Linked DNA regions of Sus scrofa: regions 2 and 3 are each linked to region 1. Evidence: chromatin contacts called from public Hi-C data. All regions are on one chromosome and are shown on one strand. The core of a region is the stretch at or near the end of the contact, and the rest is flanking DNA. Distances in the headings are between cores, read along the strand shown.

Region 1 (4,175 bases), core at 1,048-3,547:
GGGGCAGGGCCAACTGGCAGCAAACGGCAACATCATGTGTCAGAAACGCCAAGGTCTTGGGCTGCAGGCCATAGTCATTACCTCTCTCGTGGTTGTATGATTATTAGGAAGCAGCAGAGGAAGTGAGCTGACGCTTCGAGACGTCCTGCCATCTTCTACTTCTTGCTTGTCTGCATTTAGGCCCAGCAGAGCCTTGGCCGGGGCAGCAGCTGGGTGAGAGGTGGGGTTTGGAGTGGGGTGGAGGGCCACGTCTGTGAGCAAGAGCCTTCGAAACATGTTCCAAAGTTCCTTCTGAACTCATCCATCAGTGGAAGCATCTCCAGCTGCCCTATTTCCTGGAGGGCCGGTAAAGAAGGCTCTGTGATGGCCAAACATGGAGAATGGGGCCAAGGAAAATCTTACAGTTACAGACTCAGACATATCTAGACCAAGTCCTGAAGCTAATTGGGGCAGCTTTGGGTCTCTTTTCTTCTGTCTTTTGGTCTCTTGGGGATTCGATCTACCCTCTTCCTCCGTGGTCACCACCCTAACGTGCCGCAGGATGATGTAGGCCCCAAGAAGTGCTTGGGATTTCTCCAGCCAGACTATTCAAGAGGCAGGTACACGACACATCCTGTGAGTTGCCATCCTGATGAGACACACCTGACTGGAGCGATTGCCGTGGGGAATGACAGAGGCTCCTAGACAATGGAGGACAGCGCCTGGGTTACTCATTTTTAAACTCCCAGTGCCTAGCAGAGTGTCTGGCATGTTTGAGGAATAAATCAGTAGTAAAGTGTCACATCAGATGATGCAGTATTATTTACCAAGTGATTTATTTTCCATGCATGAACTCATCCTCGCAGCTGCCCCTACTTTACCCCTGGAAGGTAGGCAAGACTGTTTTACAGGTGAAATCACAGAGCTGTCGGTTAGAGAGGAGGCTTTCAGACTCTAAATCCATTGGCATTTTTGTACAGGTGTCTTATTGAGGCAACCCTGCCTAAAATACTCGGAGCACTGAGAGATGTAAGTGGAGAGTCAGATAGACATTTGTGGTCTCTGCGTTCTGTTCCTAAATCTGGGGGAGATCTTGTCTGCATCTAGCTCTCTCACAAATGGTATTATTTTGTGCTGTTTGCTAACCACGGGCAGGTGTAGACGTTTTCAATTACATTTTGAATTGAAATAGCATTTCAGGGCTAGCCTGGTAAGCCCCATGTGGTTCGTAGTAGCTATTTCCTGATAGAGATTAGAAACTACTGTTTGTAATACAGTTTTGGGTTCATATATTGTTGTATCTAATACAGTTTTTGGTAATTTCAATTAACTAGATTGTAGCTTTATGGCCCTGGGTCTTCAAGAAACAATGTTCAAACATTCTCCCTGCTTAATGATATCCTTACTGTTGTTGAACTTCTATGACCTTATTGGAAATCAATGATTGCTTCTGATCTTCCAAATGTCTGGTTGAGGAGAGACCAAGATGAAATCACTATACAGAATGCTTTGAGATTGCAGGATGTGGAGAGCGTACTGTCGTTAAAATGAATGATTCCGCTTGGAGGTAAACCATATTTTAACTCTGCATGTGTAGTGTGCATGAAGGAATTTCTCTGTGCAGAGTGATTTTCCCCCAATAATTTGCAGGATCACAGCACTCCCAGTAGCAGGTATCACCTAGCTCGTGCGCAGTCGCTCGGCTAAAGCGAGCTTTCCTCTCCTAGCAACTGTTGCTAAGAGAGGCGTGGCTTCGGAGTCCCGCGAGGAGGCGTTCGGGGGCCTCAGCGCGTAGACTACACTTCCCGTGATGCTCGAGGGTGGTCTTGGTGGTGACGCACTTAGTGTCCGCGGAGCGGGAGGGGGAGAGGGAGCGTGAGGGCCAGGGCGGGGGCGGCGGCCGCGAAGGGGGCCCGTGCTTTCTCCGAGTCGCAGACTCGCGCTCGGGCAGCCGCCGCCGCCGCCGCCGCCATGTTGGCTTGAGGGCCGATGACTGGGGGCGGCTGCGGCGCCGGGGACTGAAAAGTGGAGGAGGAGGCGGAGAGACAGAGCTCTGAGAGGAAACCCTTCCCGGGCTGAGAGGAAGGACCCGGCCTCTTCCGGGGACCAGCCGAAGTCGGCGTCGCGGGGAGCTCGCGAGGCCGGGGAGGGGAGGGGAAGGCGGAGACGGGGGAGGCGGAGGCGGCAGAGGAGCGCCGAGAAGCCGGAGGCGATGCGCCCCGAGCCCCGCGGCTGCCCCGAGGCGCCCGCGGCCTGAGCCCCGACGGGCCGTGGGGTCTCCAGCCCGCCTCATCTCCCCGCGCCCCCGGTTCGCCGCTCGGCTGCCCGGCCCGGGCTTGCGCTGCGGCTCCCAACGAGTTAAATGCCCTTGAGCGCGGGTTTCCGCGGCCCGGCTCGCAGCCCCGGCCGCGCGAGCTGAGCTGTTTCCCCGCGCCGCCCGCCGGGGGACGCGTCCATGTGTAGCCACATAGTTATCTGTGTACCTCGGCGCCGGGGCATTCGCCTCCTGCTTAATGAGGACTTGACTCGGGAGCAAGTGTGAATCACTGCCGGGCTGGGAGAGGAGGCAGGCGATTTAACCCCCTCCCACCCCGCTCCATGTCCGTGTGTCACTCGGCTCGGTCCACCTGGCGCGGCCGGTCCTGGGGCGGCTGCTGTTGCTGCGGCGGCTGCTGACGACGACGACGGCGGCGGGGCTGCCGCTGCCACCCCGAGAGTTCCCTCCCGCTCCGGCCGCTCGGCTCCCGGCGACTGTTCCTCTTCGCTCGGAACCTCGGCCAGGCCGGCACTTGGGCTCCGAGAGAACTTATTTTTTTTTGGAAAGCACAGCTCGAACCGTTCAGGATCCCGAAGGTTGATTTCCGTAGCCCGAAGACTTCTCTTTTTGGTTCGTCTTTTTTGATTTTTTTTTTTTTTTTCTTCGCCAGTATCTGGGTCTATCTCAAACGGCAAGATGTCCAGTAATGTCCCGGCGGATATGGTAAGTGAAGGATAAGAGTTACGACACCCTTTGATTTACTTGTGGTTTCCAATCTTTTTTAATCGGAAAGGCTGCAGGCGTGGGGTGAAGGTTGCTGGCGGGGGACGGTTGAAAAGCCGCGGTGCGGGGACGTGGCTTTGGCCAAGTTGGGGGTTCTGCTGGCCCTCGTGTGGGAAGTACTGCTTCTAATACGGTTTTTCTCGTCGGGCTGTGTTTTCTACATGATTAAAGACGATGGAGAAGTTGGGAAAATGTAGCAAGGTGGCTCGAAGTGGCGAAGAGCTCTTCCTCTTTGCTAGCAGTCTCTGAGCACTGGTGTCTTGGAGCTTCTGAAAACGTCAGTGGCCGTGGGCAGCGCTGAGGACGGATGTCCCTACAGATACCGAGGTGGCCAGGAAAACGGGGATCTTGGCTCGGTGACACGGGTGGTTAATGCAGTGGGTACTAGCTTGCTATTTCCAAGAGCACAGCCGCAGTATCCGGTCGAGGGAAGACTCGATTAGGATTTGCTGTGAGCTTTCTGAAACGTCTGGGTGAACAAGGATGGCAGGCAGAAATATGAACACGTTTTGGAATTGTCACAAATCTAGGCTGACTCGATTTTGCCACTTGTAATGAATGTGCCAGGACTCTTCGTACCGAGTATTTAGTAGTATTACATCATTGGACTTTTAAAAGCTAGTAAAACACATTATTGATTGAGCCTTGGTCCTGCACTGTTGAGAAGTGGAAACAAAAAGTACTCTTGTTGATTGACGCGTTTCTTTTTGCTTATAAAGGCTGAGCTTAGGAGACTGTCGACTAACAGGAACCGTGTGGGTTTACAGTGCTGGGAGGTGGGTTCGTGGGAGTGTTACATTACCCTGTGCCGTCCTAGGGGCAAACCTAATGCACTTAATGGGAAGATGAATGGTTTTGTTTATGAAAGAATTAAAGTTAACATAGTTGTACTCGCTTACATTAACTTAACGTTTGAGTGTTTTCGTATTTCAGCGAAAAAACAAAATTGAATTTTGCCGATGACTAAATTTTAAAATGTCAGATATTTCGAAGGACTGAACCTCATTTACAGGCTGTAAAATTAAAAAAAAAATTAAATGGTTCTAAATGGCACATTTTGACCTTGGTTTAAAGACATTGTGCTTGCGTTTGATTTCCCTTTTAATGCGCTATTTAAATGCAAAGCAACCACAGTGTTCCGTCTCTGGGGTGGCCA
Region 2 (4,175 bases), core at 661-3,160, 160 kb after region 1:
GAGGACACACACAAGTGCTTTTAGGGTCTAAATTCCAGCGTCTCCTTTCCTTAATTGTCTTTGGCATCGCGGCTCCATTGCCCTTTGATTCTCATTGAGGTTGCCGGTCACTCATGATCCCTCTAGACCTACAGTGTGAATTCTAACCTGCCTGAAATTTAGCGTAACTTAGAACACTCAGCCAAGGCTTTTCTTTCTTTCTTTCTTTTTTTTCTTTCAGCTTTTTCTATTTTCCTAACTTTTTGCTGAGACCTTGGGTATCATATTATTTTTCCTGGTTCACACTGAATTTTTTCTGCCAGGACGTTGCTGCTTCCAGGCCTTGTCAGGGAGAGCCTCCTATGGTCTTTCTGAAGGCGAATCCTGCTGGGTGGGACTGCTGAAAGCCTCCTTGGTTAAGCTCTACCCATCTGCCCAGCAGGGCTCGGAACACTTGCTGGCCGAATTTACAGATATTAACTCCGTGTTCCCTCTCCGTGTTGCCCACGCAGAGCATTATAATCTACCACACTCTACTTTACCTCCAAGAGTCTTTTAAAGAAAATCCTGCAGTCATATTTTGAGCACTGAGGGATATTTTGATAAGAATATGAAATTTATAATCTCCCAACAGGGTGAAATAGCTTGCAGAAAACCACACCGCGATTGAAGTGGTAGAATTCAGATTCAAATCCAGATCAAGTGCAAAGACGAAGTTGGTGGGCCTTGAATCACACCAGGCTTCCTAAGGTGAGATACTGTGACGGCTGGCTGGGTCAGAGGGTTGAGGAAGCTGTGTGGGGTTCAGGAAAAGCCTCCACAGGAGACCTTCTGAAAGCAACTTGAGAACATCAATTCATCGGTTGAAATGATATACTGCTGAAACTCATTGTTTTAAAATAAGGCATATATAGTTCTTTATTATAAGGTCAAGCATTGTTCAAAGTGTCTTGCAAATACTAGCCCATTTCTGTGTGTTCATTAAAACGTTTTCTGAAGCCAGCACCCTGCAATTATAGGCTTTACAAACTGCTACTGTAATTCCAAGAGTGCCAAACCCAGTGGCTGACAATGAGCCCCCATCACTGACCAAGGAAATCTGAGGGGTGCGGAAGCGGGCAGGAGGTGTGGAGGGGATTCAAAGGAGTGGACAACGGGCTATCGTTTTTCCTGTTTTCCTACAAAGTTACAGAGGAGGCTGGCAGGATTAATCTATCACCTACTTACCTCTCATGTCACAGGTTACTGGATCTCTAAAGACTGTGGTTCTTGCTTGGTTTTTTGGAGCAAAGAGAGACAGCAATGACGGAGCCTGTGAGATAAGCACTGTGGACTCCTGCTACAGTTTCTGCCACCTCTGGGGGAGTAGCTCCGGAAGTAGTCGCTGTGACTTGCCCGCCAGCCAGGTGCTCGTCCTACCGCCAGGGCACAGGCAGGCTCAGGCTTCCGGCCCTTCCCGAAGAGGGGCAAGGTAAGTTATTTATGAAAATAAGGGAAGAGGAATAAAATATTCCAATGATAAAGAACGAAGATTTATAATAATTAAAAAAACAACAACCCTTGAAGCGGCCCCCCCCCCGTCTCTTAGTCTAAGAAGCAAACTGGCCGCTGGCTAGCACCGGTCCGGAGGGCGTCCAGGGGCCACGAGGGCCGGGCCTGCGGTGGTAGCTGCGGGGACCGGAGGATGCGGTCGGGCGGCGCGCTGGGATTGGCGGAGAGAATGGCAACAAATGGGCGGGGCGACCGCCTCGGCGGCGGCAGGCACCGCCCACCGCGGGGGAATCCCAGGTTGGGGCGCGGGGCGCGCGAAGACGCCGCGCCCCGCCCCCCGCCCCACCCCTCCCGCCGCCCGGGCCGGAGCCGCCACCGCGCCGCGCTGCCATTGGTGCCCGGCGGTGACGCGGGCAAGAGGGCCGGGGGCGGCCGGGGGCGCGGGGCGCGGCTGATGAAACCGGCGCCGAATCCCGCCCGCCTTCGACTCTCCATTCAGTCGGCGCGGGCAGGTGTGATCGGCCAGTCAGCTGCCAGCGGGGCCTGCGGCTGCCGGGCGTCCGTTACCCGAGCTCCCACTCGCGCTGCTGCTCCCCGTGCGCCGCATCTCCGCCCGAGCGTCCGTCAGTCCGGCCACGCTTCCATCTGAACGTCCGTCAGTTCGGCCGCTCGTGCGTGGGTCCAGTCCGGGTCTTGCCCGCATCCCGCCGCCCGCCAGCCAGCCGGGTAAGTGCCCGGCCTCCGCCGGCGCCGGGGCAGCTGCCCCGCTCCGGGTCACCTTGCGGGGGAATCCCGGCGCCGCGTGGGGCCGCAGGAGGGCGGCGCGGGTCCCGGGCAGGGGCGTTGGTATCCCTTTGGATGGGCGGGGGCCGGGTGGCTGGTGCCGCACGCGGGCCGGTGCCCATGCGGTTGTCTCTGCCACGGAGTCCATTTTGGTTCCCTGAAGGCGCGGCGTGGTGCATGATGCAACACCAAGTGAGTAAACGTGGGCGACCTGGCGCTTAGGGGATGCCGACCCCGCGCTCCCTGTCGGGCACCCGGGCGCGGGGACGTAGGGGTGGTCGCGGTGGGCAGGGGGCGGGGAGCAGGCACGGGCCCGGCAGGCATCCGGAGACCTTCCCTTACATGGCGCGGAGCGGAGCACCCCGCCCCGCCACGAGGTCCACGATGTGTCATCGGCCGCGGGTCGGAAGCCCGCCGGGTGGCTGGAGGGTGGTCCTGCGGCAGGTGGCCGGCCGGGCCGGCGCCGCCCACGCCGCACGCCGGCCGCGGCGCCCACCTCCCTGGACCCCGGACGCGGCCGGCTGGCCTGCACCTCTCATCTGCATTCCCCTGGGTTATTTAAGGGAAGTTCCCCCCTCCCCCCCCGGCCCGGGTGGGCTTCCTTGTGACCCAATTGGGCCCTTAAAGGCTGGGTGGTTCAATACTTCCAGATGGGTTGGAGGGGAACGAAGTTCTTCCGGCTTCACCAAGGCAACCTATTTTCCCTGTGTTCCTTTCTACGTAGCAGAAAACTCCCCAGGCCAGGCAGGTCACGCCGTCATTCTAAAACCTGTGTGTACACAGCAGCAGTCTCTGTAGTACTACTACCGCGTGCTATTTTCGCTCCTTCCCCTTTTTGGTGGCTGTGGGAACCAGATAGAGTCCTGTGTAACTTGATTAGGCTAGCCGGACAAGTGCCTTCTGGCAGAAAAAATACACTTGCCAGAGCTCACCTTTTTTCCCCCTAAATAAGCTCTTTAAAATGTGACCAGGAGAACTGTTATGTTGGCCTCTGGCTGCATTTCCTAATTGTGTTTAATTTGAATTATAATTTATTTGGGATTTATCGTAATCGTGTCTCGCCATTTACTGTTGTGTTAAAATAATAGGAAACCATGATACATTTATCCCCCTGATATTTTTAGTTGGTCTCAGTGGAAATTATTATTTCTGTATGAACAAACCCTTCTGTCATTAAAACAAAAGATCTTAAGTCGCAGAGTCAGGAACTTTGGGGAACAAAGTCAGCAATTGATTAAAATGGTTTTTAAAGGTTTAATATATTAAGATCATATTTCATTATTATAGATAAAATTTAAAGGGTATCAAAGTTTTGACTAAAAAATATAGGACAAGAATTAATAGAGATCAGACATGTGCTCAGTTTAAATCTGGATTGAGCCACATGGGTGCTCTTACGCATATAATTGTTTACTTTAAAGGAAAAAGGGCTTGAAAGACAGGATTGCTGGCCTCGGGGAGCTTGAATTTTAAGACACATGTTAATTATATTTGATAGAACCTTCCATTCTTTGATGGAATTAAAGACATGTTTACCGGCTGTTCTAGTCTGTAGTTTCTTTTCTACTAAGGCCAGTAAAAATATGTAATTATGTTGGAGGGCCCAGCATTATGTCTAATTCAATTAATCCCTCTCGTTATTAACTATGTATTTGAAGGTATTGGCTTATTAATCCCAGAGAGGAATTTGAAGCAGGAATAAGTGCACCCTTGTTATGGAGAGAAACATTTCCCTCTGACCCTGGAGTGGTGTGGCCAGGGCATCATCTGAGATGTCCACCTACCACCTGGCTCTGAGTCCCGGGGGCCAGGCCCTGGTGTAGCTCTGTGTGGCTGTCCCCTCCAGCCCGGGGCACTCACCCCTGTCTGTTCCAGTTGAGGGCAGGTCCCGTGGGCTGAGAAGACTTTGCTTTTCCTCTCCT
Region 3 (4,175 bases), core at 878-3,377, 160 kb before region 1:
TCTTTTTAAAATGGAAAATAGTCAAGAGAGTGATAACAGTGGTGACACCTTTGGGGGAAGGGATGGGAAGAGAAGTTATTTTACTTTATTTATTTTTGTCTTTTTTTTTTTTTAGGGCCACACCTGTGGCATATGGAGGTTCCCAGGCTAGGGGTTGAATCGGAGCTGCAGCCGCCACCGTACACCACAGCCACAGCAACGCGGGATCTGAGCCGTGTCTGCGAGCTACACCACAGCTCACAGCAACACCGGATCCTTCACCCACTGAGCGAGGCCAGGGATCGAACCTGTGTCCTTTTGGCTGCTAGTCAGATTCATTTCTGCTGAACCAGGACAGGAACTCCAGGAAGAGAAGTTTTACCCCTCCATTCTATATTATTGGATTTTCGTACTTTGTGCATTGGTTACTTTTACTGGAAAATTCTGAGACGTGTCTTCTGGATGGTGGAATGATGGAACAATTTTGGTTCTTCCATTAGCATTTTCTGTATAAAAACAAAAAAAATCAAAAATGACAGATTCTCAGGCTATCTACCAAATATACTAAGTCTGTGGGGGAGGAGCTGGGGTGGGCTTTAGGCACCAGCTTGCCCTGTGCTTCTGCTGAGCTGTCAGTTTCTCTGGAGCTTCTGGAAGAAAGGCGCTCTCTTCTCTATTTCGGGGGTGGGGTGGGAATGAGGTCGTGAGGTCTGGACAGCTGCAGCCCTTTTGCTTTCATGAAATGAGAACCTAGGTGGCGGGGTGCAGCCTCAGGACAAAGCCTCATGTGGAGAGCAGATCAGAGGCAGAGAGGAAGTGGCCCCGGTGACATCACTAAGCCCCAGCATCAAGCCTCTCCTGATGAAAAACAGCCTTGTCTCCAGACTTTTCCGTTATGAAGGCAATAAATCCTCTCTGTTGTTTAAGGCGCTTTGAGATGGGTCCTCTGTCACATACAATATTAAGAATTCTAACTGATAGACTTCCATTTCCTGAGACAAACTGAGTATGCCTGTATCCTCACAGCCTGAAATTGCCTAATTTATAAAGTATTTAATGACGTTTCCAAGGCAATCCGTTATCTGGCACCCTGGGCCATCTCTGATTGCCTGCGATGCTTCTACATCTAGAAATAAACTGTCAAAGCAAGAAGTATGTCCTTGGACTACATCGTCCATGATAACAAACACATTATTGTGTGTTTCAGTTACTCTTCATTATGTGACTCTTGAATAAATTTGGCTTCAATAGACGAAGGGCGTAACGAGGAAATATTTCTTACGGTTAAAGTGATGACAGGGTTGGTTCATTGGATCATTCGTTTGGTAGACACATGCTGAGGGTTCACCATGGCCTGGGCACCTCGCTAGGCTCGGGGTGGGGATAGAGCGAGGGGCAAAAAAGACGTGGTCTTGGTGCTCCTAGAAGTGATGGGCTAATGGGAGAGACAGACGTTAAACCGATAGCAAATAATCACACAGATAAATGACAAGTGTCTGTTATCGAGAATATTGGATGAAAAGAAAGGGCTGAGTAAATAGCAGTGGTCTCTAACCTATAGGAAGAGGTTAGAAGGGGCCCCTCAAAGATGACTTTCCAGAGAGCTGAAAACTGAGTATCTCTTAACCGGGCAGAGAGTGGAGAGGACAGTGCAGGCAAGAAGACGAGCATGTGCAAAGGCCCTGAGGCATGAAAGAGCTTGACTTACTGGGGTCTTGAAAGAAGGCCAATGTCATCAGTGAAGTGAGGGAGGGTCCGGCAAGGACATGGGGGCCCTTGGAGTCCTTGTTATGGATTCTATACGGTGCCCTAAGTGAAATGGGCATCACTGAAGGTGACTGGAAGCAGGATCGACATGACCTGAGTTGAGTTTTTAAAACGGTCTCTGGCTACTGTGCAGAGCGTGCATCAGGGAGGCCAAGGGGAAAAGCAATGAGACCAGCAGGGGGCGTTGCAGGAATCCAGGCAAGCGTTTCTGGGCCTGTCTCAACCCGGGCTGCGGGGTGGAGAGTGTGGAAGGAGTCGAGACATTTTTCGGTGGAATCTATGAGGTTTGGGAGCGGACTGCTTCTGTTACGTTGCGGGGAGTGAGAGGGAGGAGCTGGCACTGAGTTCACCTGGGGTTTGATCTGCATGGACGTAGTTTGTCAAAAGAGGCAGAACTCTTGTTTTCCTGTCTCAGAAAACTCTGAACTCTGTCCTCTGGACTGAACTCTGTACAAATAAGCTTTTCTAAAGATATCCAGAAGTCACCCGAATGTGGGCTAACATGTCGCACTCTTTCTGGAAACGCATGGAGAGAAAGGGGACCAGAGCTGGTGCAATGCTGGTTGGGAGAATCTGGCAAACAGGATGAGAAATTCTTGCCACTAGGATCCTCCTTTGCCACCTCTCATGTTCTTGGTTTAGACCAATAGCCTCCCATTTGGCTGCTGCCTCGAACCCTGGGCAAGATTGAAGAATAGACAAGAACAGCCATGGCTCACAGCCTCTCAACCCTGGGGACATCCCAGGCTCAGAGTTTTTTTTTTTTTTTTTTTTGGCCACCCTCACAGCATGTAGAGTTTCCCAGGCCAGGGACTGAATCTGGGCCACAGCACTAACTAGAGCTATAGCAGCACAATACTGGATCCTTAAGCCACTGAGCCACCAGGGAACTCCAGACTCCAAGTTTTTTATTTTGAATTTCTTTAAAATTTTCATTCCCTTGGTATATTTCATTCTCTTCTCTTTTTTAATTTATTGACTTATTTTCAACAAACTATAGTAACAACTGTATCAAAGAACATTTTGGAAAATGTAGTCACGATTCCATTGCCCAAGTATGAGAGTGGTCTTCGTTTTTGCTTTTTATTTTTTGATTTTGCTTAAAACCTTTCATTCTTCAGTGCATTCATTGAGTTCGAGATGTTCTCATGGAGCATATATTATGTGCCAGGCATACAGAAGTGCGCAAAATGGACAAAAGTCAACAAGCATGCATATTTCAAAGAGCTCTAATATAGCGTAAATGCCATTCTAAATTAATCTCTATGAATTTTAAATGCATCTTTCTTAATTACCATTTAATGCCTGCATGTTATGCCAACATGTTAATATAATTCATGAAAACATTCACCAGTTGGGCATGTGGGCTCTTTGCAAACAGGGACTACAAAGATTTTGTACCTGTGTCCCCAGCCCCTAGCAGAATGCCCTACAGATAAAAGGTGCTCAGTAAATATTAGCTGAATAAATAAAGTTTCTTTGTCTCCAGTTGGGGAATGGCAATTACGCTCCGACAATCATCTTTGTACCTGGTGGCTTCAGCTTCTGTTGCATTATTTCTTGAAGACAGATCTCTTCAGACTTGCCCATTAAATTTCTAGCAGTGGTGGAAAATGAACCTTCGGGGCTGGCAGGGTATAAATGGTGACTAAGATATAGAAGTATATTTAAATATGATGTAAATGACTTGGATCTAGAGAAAATTTTATGAGCTCTTGCTTCGAATCCTTTCTGTTCACATCCGTACGGCCCTGGAAAAGGTCACTCCCGGATTAGGCCAGCACAGCAGGTGTCAGAAGCATTCCTGAGAGTGAGAGCTGAGGCCAAAGGATGTTCATCCTGATAGTTCTTTTACAGTTACTTAACTTGCATTTTAGCGCTCTTGTTACTGCCAGAAACATCACTGTATGAGCAGACGTGGTTTTTTGTTTGTTCGTTTGTTTTTGTCTTTTTGCCATTTCTTGGGCCGCTGCCGAGGCCTATGGAGGTTCCCAGGCTGGGGGTCGAATCGGAGCTGTAGCCACCGGCCTATGCCAGAGCCACAGCAACGTGGGATCCGAGCTGCGTCTGCAACCTACACCACAGCTCATGGCAACGCCAGATCCTTAACCCACTGAGCAAGGGCAGGGACCGAACCCGCAACCTCATGGTTCCTAGTCGGATTCGTTAACCACTGAGCCACGGCGAGAACTCCTGAGTAGACCTGTTTTATCCCAACCTTGCCAGTGCTGGATGTTGCTATGGGTTGAATTGTGCTCCCCCAAAGATACCGAAGTGCCCCCCCAGGACCTGTGAATGTGACCTTATTTGGAACTAGGTTTTTGTTGTTGTTTCTAATGGCTGCACCTGCAGCATATGAAAGTTTCCAGCTACGGTTGAATGGAAGCCACATCTACCACCTACACCACAGCTCATGGTAATGCTGGATC

The links. Hi-C and Micro-C count contacts between places; a contact is called where the count stands out from the background.
Region 2: a contact with region 1 is called in a Hi-C map of embryonic fibroblasts, with 1.9 times the contacts expected there. The contact joins the promoter of SLC7A1 here to the promoter of LOC102165571 in region 1. A contact is called at or near these places in 1 of 47 Hi-C or Micro-C datasets (embryonic fibroblasts) and 1 of 2 datasets of contacts at active chromatin or transcription factors (alveolar macrophages).
Region 3: a Hi-C map of liver shows a contact between it and region 1, with 4 times the contacts expected there. The contact joins the enhancer-like site here to the promoter of LOC102165571 in region 1. A contact is called at or near these places in 3 of 5 promoter capture datasets (fetal skeletal muscle and liver), 9 of 47 Hi-C or Micro-C datasets (blood, embryonic fibroblasts, fetal heart ventricle and 5 more) and 2 of 2 datasets of contacts at active chromatin or transcription factors (alveolar macrophages and skeletal muscle).

What each region holds. Positions count from the first base shown.
Region 1 is chr11:6,761,266-6,765,440 of Sscrofa11.1, reverse strand. LOC102165571 (formin-like protein 3) reads right to left here and starts at 2,297. Exons shown (of 2, transcript XM_005668309.3): 1 at 82-2,297. The coding sequence starts at 2,272. The coding sequence ends at 1,703. It overlaps UBL3 (ubiquitin-like protein 3), which reads left to right and starts at 1,829. Exons shown (of 5, transcript XM_003130919.4): 1 at 1,829-2,959. The coding sequence starts at 2,933.
Region 2 is chr11:6,602,389-6,606,563 of Sscrofa11.1, reverse strand. It overlaps SLC7A1 (solute carrier family 7 (cationic amino acid transporter, y+ system), member 1), which reads left to right and starts at 1,910. Exons shown (of 13, transcript NM_001012613.1): 1 at 1,910-2,196.
Region 3 is chr11:6,917,508-6,921,682 of Sscrofa11.1, reverse strand. All of the region lies in intron 2 of LOC106505250 (a long non-coding RNA gene), which reads left to right. Among named protein-coding and RNA genes, the nearest start is that of KATNAL1, 140 kb to the left of the region's middle. Within about 2 kb of position 2,127, at least 2 of the 83 cell types and tissues checked have an H3K27ac peak or open chromatin away from gene starts, as enhancers often do. A contact at or near this core is called in liver, where this site is marked.